Regions from separate parts of the Mus musculus genome. Here region 1 is linked to region 2. A link is a contact called in public Micro-C data. All regions are on one chromosome and are shown on one strand. Each heading gives the region's core, a stretch centred on a gene start, on an enhancer-like site or on the middle of the called end of the contact. The rest is flanking DNA. Distances are from core to core; before and after follow the strand shown. Region 1 holds the start of 2310069G16Rik (RIKEN cDNA 2310069G16 gene). Region 2 overlaps Ebag9 (estrogen receptor-binding fragment-associated gene 9).

Region 1 (4,614 bases), core at 861-3,360, 160 kb before region 2:
TAGTCGGCCATCACTAGAAAGAGAGGCCCATTGGACACACAAACTTTATATGCCCCAGAACAGGGGAACGCCAGGGCCAAAAAGGGGGAGTGGGCGGGTAGGGGAGTGGGGGTGGGTGGGTATGGGGGACTTTTGGTATAGCATTGGAAATGTAAATGAGCTAAATACCTAATAAAAAATGGAAAGAAAAAAAATAACTATGCACTATGCTGCCAAGGAATGATAAACGAAACTCCTGTTGGGAAGCAATCCATCCTGGTTCTACAGTGTGATCAGTCCAGTGCCCACTCTGCTGAAAAGCATTCTGTCCACAATTTCCCTTCTCATCCTTCCATATTTAATCTTGATGGTCTGGTCTGGAGCTACTCGTGAGCACATGCACACCTTCCCACTCCTTGCCCCTGCCACTTGCATTCAAACTCTTACACCCAATGTACCACACTCAGTGTTTTTAATGCCCAGTGTACCTGTTTCAGTCTTCTATATAAGAATATAGTGATGTTTCCTTCCAAACAGGTAGAATCTATGTTGTAAGGGACAAACTGGTTCATTTGAAACTAATCATCTGAATTTCTATTGTACTTTTCTTCTAGCTCCACAGTGATCTTTGAAGGACTCACATGTAGTTCAAGGGACACAATATCTAACACAGACACTCTGGAAGCCTGGGATGTAGAAAGAGGAAACCAAATCCCAAGGGCACAGTACAAAGAGAACCTAAACCAAGCTAATGAAGAATATACAGGAAAACCAGCAATTTTAACCAAAAGCCACACTGGGAATTTGCACCTATCTATTAAAATTTGAAGGTTAAATTCAAAGGTCGGTACCTGGACAGGGGTGGGGGAGTGGCAAAGTGCATCTATTAATGTCAAGATGTAAAGGGAAAGAGAGATGGAGGCAGGACAGGGCAAGGAAGTGGGAGGGGGTTACTTAAAACTATCTGTGAGCAAAACAATAGGGAAAACGGTGTTATCCAGAGAGTTGGGGAGATGAGATAGAAAAAGAGCAGCCTTTCTTGCAGAATATGTCCTTCAGGGACACAAATACAGAGTACATGTAAAATCAGAAAGAAATTCACTTGCAAGTGTTTAGCCAACTATGCCCTTGCACCCCTTAGCTTATGGGAGGAGGAGCAATCACACTCATTCTGAATAGTTCTAGAGGACTTGGACTTTCTGATGGACTACCTGGAACTGCATTTTTGATGAAAGCAAACATCCTTCTACTGGTTTCTTCAGAATCTTACCTTTCCAGAAGAGCAGGTAGAGAAGTTGATGCTTAGTTTTGTAGTTGTGCTATCAAATTAAAACACGATTTCTCTCCAGCCTCCTGAGGCTTTTCAGCTTCTTCTAAAATCAGCACAAATACTCTCTCCATTTCACAAGCTGTTCAAGAAATTGTTATTGTTATCAATCCTATTATCTTCTAATAGCTAGAAAGTAAATGGCCATGTATGTCTCCAGATCAGAAATCAGAACAGTTAGATAGTACCTTGTTTGGAGGACGGGGGAAAGGTAATTGGTGAACTTGGAAAAAGGGCTTACAGATGCATAAATGCTTTTCCCTAGTTGGGAATGTTGTCTCCTTTTGTGAACCCAAGCAGCCTTTGATGACGGAATTTTTCCAAAGGCAAGATGTTTCAAAGGCCCCCTTAGGTTCGTGCTACGGTTTCCTGGCTTTTAGATCTCCTGCTCAGAGATCAGAATACTCCTGCCTCAGGCCCACAGCCGCCCCCAGGGCTTCCGAGTAGCCCTGCAATACAGACAACCCATCTCCCGCCCTAGATGGGGCTCCCCCAACTGGCGGGAAACGGAGGCACTGCAGTGCGACACCCTGCCGGGAGCTGAATCTGAAGCCGGAGCTTGTGAGCCACACAGGCCCTGGTGACAGCGGCCTGACCTTGGGTTTGTGAGCCCCAGAGCAGGAACCCTAGGGGTAATCGGTCCTCTGGTCGCTAGCGTCTATGCGCCCCCACCTACCCGTACAGAGTCTCCGGCCTCCGGCGACTGTCCCCACGTGTTCCGAAGCCCCAGGTGCCGCCGTGCTGGCTCCAGAAGTCAAGAGGCCGAGGGGACCGGAGCGCGCTGGCAGCTGCCGCACCACGTGTGCTAACCGGGCTGGCGGCGCGGGCGGAGCGGGCCGGGGCTGGTTCCTCCAGCCCCAGCGCAAACCGCTTGCCACGCGCTGTGTCGCCGGCCGGCGGCCCAGTCCAGCACAAGCCTCTAGGGCATTTGGGGACACTGTCTGGACAGCGCAATGGACACGGTCTGCAAAGGAAACGGTAAGATGCACGCTTTGGTGTCAATGTTTGCGGGCACCGCAACCAATGCCTTGGGTTCAGTGAAGTCAGAGTGGACTGCTGACTCCAGAACTTCCCCTTCCATTGAAGAAGGCACCCAGGGGGCTCTGGACAAACTCAAGGAGCTCATGGGAAATTGGGCACAGAGGTGCTCTTCACAGAGGGACACCAAGGCGAAAGTGTCCCTGTCTGATTGGTTATTGAAAGGATATAATTGGAATCTGCAACAATCAGGTTGGCTAGACCAGCATGTTGGCAATCAGTGTTGCATGTCCCTTGCTTAGTGTTGCTCAGAAGCCAGGCTTGGAAATGACGCCTTTAGAAAGCGAAGATGTCTCCAAAAGGCCTCTGGGGGATAGATGGTTCTCAAGTCTGCAGTCTTCATGTTTGTGTTTCCTAGGCGATTTTTCATAAAGATTATCCGAGGTGAAAAGATTAATCTGGATTTCATTGCTATGTTATTGAAGAGGTTGAACATCTCATAATGGGTGGTGTTAACAGCTTACTCTAGGGAGTGAGCTGTAGAACCAACCAAACGAAGGAATATGGAAACTTAAATTGGTGTGAGGGGAGACACCTACGCCTTCAAATGAAGAAGGCACTTGGGGGAACACTTTTTTTTTTCCTGGTGTTTTTATCTTCTCCAGTGCAGTGGAACCAAGTGAGAGACTTTACTGCTGATTCTCAGGGTCCTTTCTAGGTGTCTTGCTTCATGATCACAGAGCATGGCAATTCAACTCCTGAATGTCTTTTTCTAGAAAAGAGCCAAACTTGAACCCATCGCAGTTCAGAATCTGCATTTTAGTCTCTGCTGTAGCAATGCCAGCTCGGTGTTTCATGAGGTGCATCTGGGAGATGGTGTCTTTTCTATCCCCAAAGGAAACCCTTGGAGCAAAAGAAACCAAGCAGGCCTTCTGTGCCAAAATTTCTCCATGTAGCATTGAGGGAATAGTACATTTGTTACTTTGAAAGCAGCATATTTCAGTTGCACTGTTTAAATGAAAATCCATGCAAAGCACACTGTTCAATCTATTTTAAGTTATATTTCATTAATTTAATGTGGGCTTTATAGTTACAATCCTTAAGGCAATATCTTAATAAAACTAAACAACCAGATATATTAAGTGTGCCACTCTGAAAACTATTGGATTTCAATTTCATTTTATTTATTTGTTTGTTTGTTCATTTGTTTATTTATTTATTGTGTGCACATGCATATGTCCTTGAGTCCATTTGTCTCCTGGAGCCTGTGTAGAGTTCCTAAGACAACTTTTAGAAGTTGATCCTCTCCTACTACCTCGGGTTTGGGGGTGAAGCTCTGGTTAGTGAATTTGGAGGCAAGCAACTTTACCCACAGATACATATCACAATCTCCAGACTTTCATTTTATAGATGAGCAACTGAGACTGGCCAAAAAAGTCAACAGGGGTGTGAATAATTAGCCCGTGGCAAATTTGAAACCAGCATACTCTAAAATCCAGACATGGAAGTTTCTGTATATTTGTATAAGTTAGTGATTTACAAAGTAGAAGTGATTTGCTGAGCTTAGCCACAATGTTAGAGAAACGTGGTAAGGTGTGAAGGTAAACTCCGAGATGATGGCGTGCTTGTGCATCTTGATTGTGATGGTTTCACAAACAAAACGACAAAATGTCAGATCTCTAGACATATAGCACAATGTCAATTTCCTGATGGTGTTGTGCTATAGCTCTATAAAATATAGTTGCTGGCAAAACAAAAACAAAAACAAAAACTGGATGAAGGGTACATGGGATCTCTCTCTTCCTTTTCTACTTCCTATGAAATTATAATTATTTCACAATAAAAGTGTTTCTTTAAAGTCATTTTACAAGTACACCAAATTCCAAATATTATCTATTTTTTTATAAATCCAAGCATCCACAAAACATTTTATATACATATGTGTGTGTTATAAGGCGTTTACTACATACTTAAAATATTTGTTCTATAAACTAATATTTGCATACTTCTTTACTGGTGTTTTAAAAGACTAACTTTTGTATGTAAGCTGTTGTATTATAGAATATACATTCTTAGGTATTAATACTCATGCAGGATACCAGCATAGAGTAATTCAACAGTATCTTAGCAATTTACTTAGTGGTTTGGGGTATTTTTCCTTAACCTTGGGGGAATGGGGAGCAAATAACCTCAGAAATGCTTCCTGTGTTAAGTTAGCAGTCTGGAAGTTTTTCTTTCCTAGCATATTTTTCTGATTGAAAATACTAAGGTACTGAGTCTATGTAGAAGTTTGTTCTTTCATCCTCCCAGCCCCAGGCTCCCAGAAATAC
Region 2 (4,647 bases), core at 525-3,024:
TCAGCACAGATAAATTGTGTGCTGTAGACGATATTTTAAATGTTGAATAAACAAGCTTTAATTTGTATGTTAATAGTCAATATATGTGTGTGTGTGTGTGTGTGTGTGTATATATATATATATATACACACACACACACACACACATATATAGCTCAGAGCTTACAATTGCTTAAAATTGTTCATCTCTTAGATACTATGAATTCTCAAATTTGCAATTGTTTATACATATACAACTCATAAGAAGAAAATGTTCTTTTAACCGCCAGGCATAGTGGCGCACACCTTTAATCCCAGCACTCGGGAGGCAGAGGCAGGCGGATTTCTGAGTTCGAGGCCAGCCTGGTCTACAAAGTGAGTTCCAGGACAGCCAGGACTATACAGAGAAACTCTGTCTAGAAAAACCAAAAAAAAAAAAGTTCTTTTAAGAAGACTGTCTTTGGACATTTAAGAATTTGTTCTAGATTGCCTGGACAAGACCTCTTAAGGCAATGCCACGCTAGATTTATATCTCAGGCAGATTACAGGCCTAACACAAGAATAATTAGGCATATAATCTCATTCTTTACATCATCAAAATAGTAATGGCTTAAGATAACATTTTGGTATTTTTAGAGAATGTGCATGTCAAATTATGAAGAATTGTTCTCAGTTTCTGCCTGTTCCACATAATGATGTTAATTCTTGAGGACTTATACTTAATCAATTATTGCAAATGGATACTTATTTCTGATTAAAAATAAATAAATAAATAAGTATGCACATGTGACTATTGATACCTTTTCAGGCTTTCTAGTTACAACTGCTCTACAAGAGAAACAACTAAGAGTGCAATTAGTCATTGCCTATGTTAAATTTTTTTATACTTGGTGTTCCAAATCAGATTAAAACAGATAATGGAACTGGCTATTACAGTCAACAATTTATTGTTTGAGATGTTTTGTCAACAATTTATTGTTATCCATGTTACTGAGATTTTTTATAATTCTCAAAGACAAGGTATTGTAAAACTTTAAAAACTATATCTTCTTAAAAAACAAAGGAGGGAAGGAATTATATCCCCATGCACATTATTTAAATCACATTTTTATTTTTTAATTTTTAAAATTTGGATGTCAAAGAACTTACTAAATGCCTTATAGTATCTCAAAACGAGGCATATTCATGCATGCCTAGGTAAGATGAAAAGGATCCACTTATTGGCATATGGCATGATCCTGAACAGGTACTTAATATGGAGAAGAGGGCATGCTTGTGTTTTCTCCATAGAATGCTGCAAGAACATTACAGCTGCCAGAATGATTCGAGTGACAGGCTGACCTGTGAGTTTGATGAGTGCCCTGACTACTGTGACAAGAAAACTATATTGGGTATATGTTCTTGACCCACCTTTGCTTGCCTCTGTCCCAGATTAGACAAGCTAAGCTGCCTTGCTTCAAGCTTTTTAACCTTATGGGACAGAGAACATTAGAGACTATGGAAACTGACTTAGAAAAATTAGTCAAAAGGAGTTATGATGACTCTTCTCTTTCCTTTAATGTGACCAGTTATTCTGACTCAATCTTAGATTGGTCTAGTAATAATTCCAACATTAGATTCCTATTATGAAGGCAGCTAAAAATCTTTATTAGTTAGCAGAGTTAACTTGGTGCATAGCCTATTTACATGAGAAGTAACAGTTTTTCTGTGATTCTCAAAGCCACCTCCCCCCACACTGGGAGGCCAGAGTTTGAGCTTGATCCTGGCTAATTTGCAACTGAATAGAGTACCTGGACTTCCCCACAGACAGACTTTATCCTTTAAACACAAATCCTATGTTGCTTTTCAACTCTTGGCTTTGTGTTTCAAGCAGGTCAGTCAACATCTTCTACAAGCATGCAGGCTTGCCTTCAGCAAGCACAGGTGGCAGAAATTCATAGATATGAAGAAATGTATTGAGTATATATTATGGCTTTGGTCTGATTGGGAATAAGGTGTGCTATGGGGGCCGGTTAGTCAAAGATGGGCCACTGAGATTTCTGGACTATTTCAAAATCTAAGACAGAGGTATGTGCCAAGAGGCCATGGTTTATTCACAGTAACACCATAGAGCTGTGTTTGTACAAAATAAACACAAGCAAGCTACACATTCTTCCATGACGGATAAGAATAGTTCATAGAAAATCTAAGTCCCAAGCCAGACATGGCTGCCAGCCACCATAATTCCCAGGCAGGACCATGGAGAAATAAATTTTATGCCCCAGTCCAGCTAACTTTAGGGAGGAATTGTAGCCTCCCCCAGCCTTGAGCAGGCTGATTCAGATCTATGCTGCCACTGTGAATGAGACCACCTGGGGTATGGAGTGGAGTCTTCTGTTCTATTGCTCTGTCACCTACACTGCTCTGCTCTTCTCCAAGATGCTGCTACTCTCTGAGAAGCTGAACCTGTCTTCCTGAGATATTCCTGGGATAGCTGACAACCTGTGGAATTGGCGACCTAATGTTAACACCTCTAGCAGACTAAGTGCTAACAACTTGGCAACAAAGCATCAAGAAGCCTGGCATGGCAGGGGATGGGCCTCCCCCCTTTATAAGCACAGACTCTTAGTAAACATGGTGCCTTGATCAGAAATCTGTCTTGGTCTTGTTTCTTCTTGGTCTTGTTTCCTCCCTTACAGCTGCAGCCTCCCACTCAGGAACCCAGTTCCTGTGGCCGTTGGCAGCTACAGGAGAGACATTTTCTTCAGTAGTATAGACATTGGTAACTGCCACTATAAATAATCCCTCAGCCAAGCCCTCCATGGAACCTAATAAAATGTACTAGGTCATTTTAAAAAAAAAAGATATGAAAGTAGAATTTCTATAATGTTATATTTTCATAGCACCATGTAAGTGTTATTGTTTCTAATTGTGTTGTAAACCTTTAATTCTGCCTAAGCACTATAATCAATCCCTTCCTCTTCCCATACCCTGGGACTGCCACAAGGAAATCCAACCAACCCGATACATGAGTACACACTTAAGAAATAAAGATTTCCTGTAAACCTTTCAAGGTGAGCACACCAGTCCTACTGAACCATCAAATCTGCAGCTGACTAGTCTCAATGTAGCAACTGTTTTCTATAAACGCACTAGAAACCCTGACATAGAATGATCAAGTTCAATCACCCTTGGAGTGTTAGACACAGAAATTCTGTGAGATAGTAAATGTTCATTGCTATCACAATCAATTTTATTTAGGGTTTAAAACTGTTAGCTGGAGTAATCAATTACTCAAAGCACACAGAGGCCTGTGGAGGTATCTGGATATTGTGGGAATTTTGTTTTCATTTTTGGTTGACCAAGCTTCCTGGCTCATTCTGATATACTCCATTGGTGTTGGGAACCCTAACTTTCTAGTCACCACTTTTGCCTTTATAGTTTCACTTAAATCTAACTCATCTTAAATTATATCACACTTTAAATGTAAACTTACTCTTTGATGAAAACAATTCATAAGTCAAAACTTACCTTAATAATTTTGGGGGTAAATCCTCAAAATTCTAATTTCTAAATGTCATCAACTTTTTGTCTCTACTTTGTCTGTGTATAGTGGTACCCTGACTATAAGTATCCAACATAGTTTTTAACCTTAAGATGTTAGGTTGGTAAAGCTATAGATCAACTTCTCATGAACTTTTAAATCTGTTCCTTTATTTTTTTTCTTCTTAAAAAAAGAAAAAGATTAAATCTTTCTCTAGATCTCATTAACACACTTACAGATTGATGAATAAAAGGCATGTCTTGTGTAGCTGCCAATCTACTGGAAAAACCCGTGCTACCATCTGGGACACCAAAATTCAATGGTTCTCTCTTCTTAATGACAATCTGAAAGATAAATTACAATAGGATTATAAGGATATTTGACACAAAAGTATATGAAAATAATTGATTGGGGTATCTGGTAATGGCTTAGATTGTGCTTTCTGCCTTAAAATGTAGAATGTAGTTAAGAATTCACCAAAATTCCCATGCAATTGTAACATACATCCTCCAAATTCTAATTTCTAAATATCATCATCTCTCTGTCTCTGTCTTTCCTGTGTAAAATGATACATACAAAAAAAATTTTTTTCTTCTTCCGATCTTATAAGGATTCCTAAAATATAATTAGGCACTTTCAGTTATTAAACAAAATAATATAGCATGGATAATATGTCCTATTAGAAGTATATCTTTAGGATAGAAGCATCTTTAACTTATGGGATTTCTCTATAAATGCATAAGTCTTTCTGGCTAATAGTATTAAAATACACTTACTTGATATATTGTAAATTTGGCAAAAAAAAATCATCAATCTAAATTAATGCAATAAGGCACCATATATTAAATTCCAGAAATATATTTTCATAATACATCATATACAACTGAGAAACTTATGAGTTTCCTTCCTTTTCAGTACTGATATACTTGAACAGCACAGTTTTTAAAAGAATGAAAGTATATATGTAGATGAAACTAAGAAAAAGGTGTCAAGGAAATAATTAGGCATGTGGAATAAATAACACCTCATGTTATATAAAATATGTGTATCTATGTAGACATGTATATACAAGCATGCATAGAATGTTTTCTCTGTTTGAATAACTAATGTAATGCTCAGTAAAATTTTCAAAAGTAGGAGAGTTAA

The links. Hi-C and Micro-C count contacts between places; a contact is called where the count stands out from the background.
Region 1: a Micro-C map of embryonic stem cells shows a contact between it and region 2, with 2.4 times the contacts expected there. The contact joins the promoter of 2310069G16Rik here to the enhancer-like site in region 2. A contact is called at or near these places in 7 of 39 promoter capture datasets (the 3T3-L1 cell line, cranial neural crest, hippocampal neurons and 3 more), 2 of 484 Hi-C or Micro-C datasets (cochlea and embryonic stem cells), 1 of 115 datasets of contacts at active chromatin or transcription factors (astrocytes) and 1 of 9 other capture datasets (pancreatic islet).

What each region holds. Positions count from the first base shown.
Region 1 is chr15:44,785,259-44,789,872 of GRCm38.p6, reverse strand. 2310069G16Rik (RIKEN cDNA 2310069G16 gene) reads right to left here and starts at 2,110. Exons shown (of 3, transcript NR_040309.1): 1 at 1,983-2,110; 2 at 1,250-1,388. It also overlaps a transcript of Sybu not described here.
Region 2 is chr15:44,629,303-44,633,949 of GRCm38.p6, reverse strand. It overlaps Ebag9 (estrogen receptor-binding fragment-associated gene 9), which reads right to left. Exons shown (of 7, transcript NM_001357691.1): 5 at 3,738-3,845. Among named protein-coding and RNA genes, the nearest start is that of Ebag9, 12 kb to the right of the region's middle. Within about 2 kb of position 1,774, at least 8 of the 459 cell types and tissues checked have an H3K27ac peak or open chromatin away from gene starts, as enhancers often do. A contact at or near this core is called in embryonic stem cells, where this site is marked.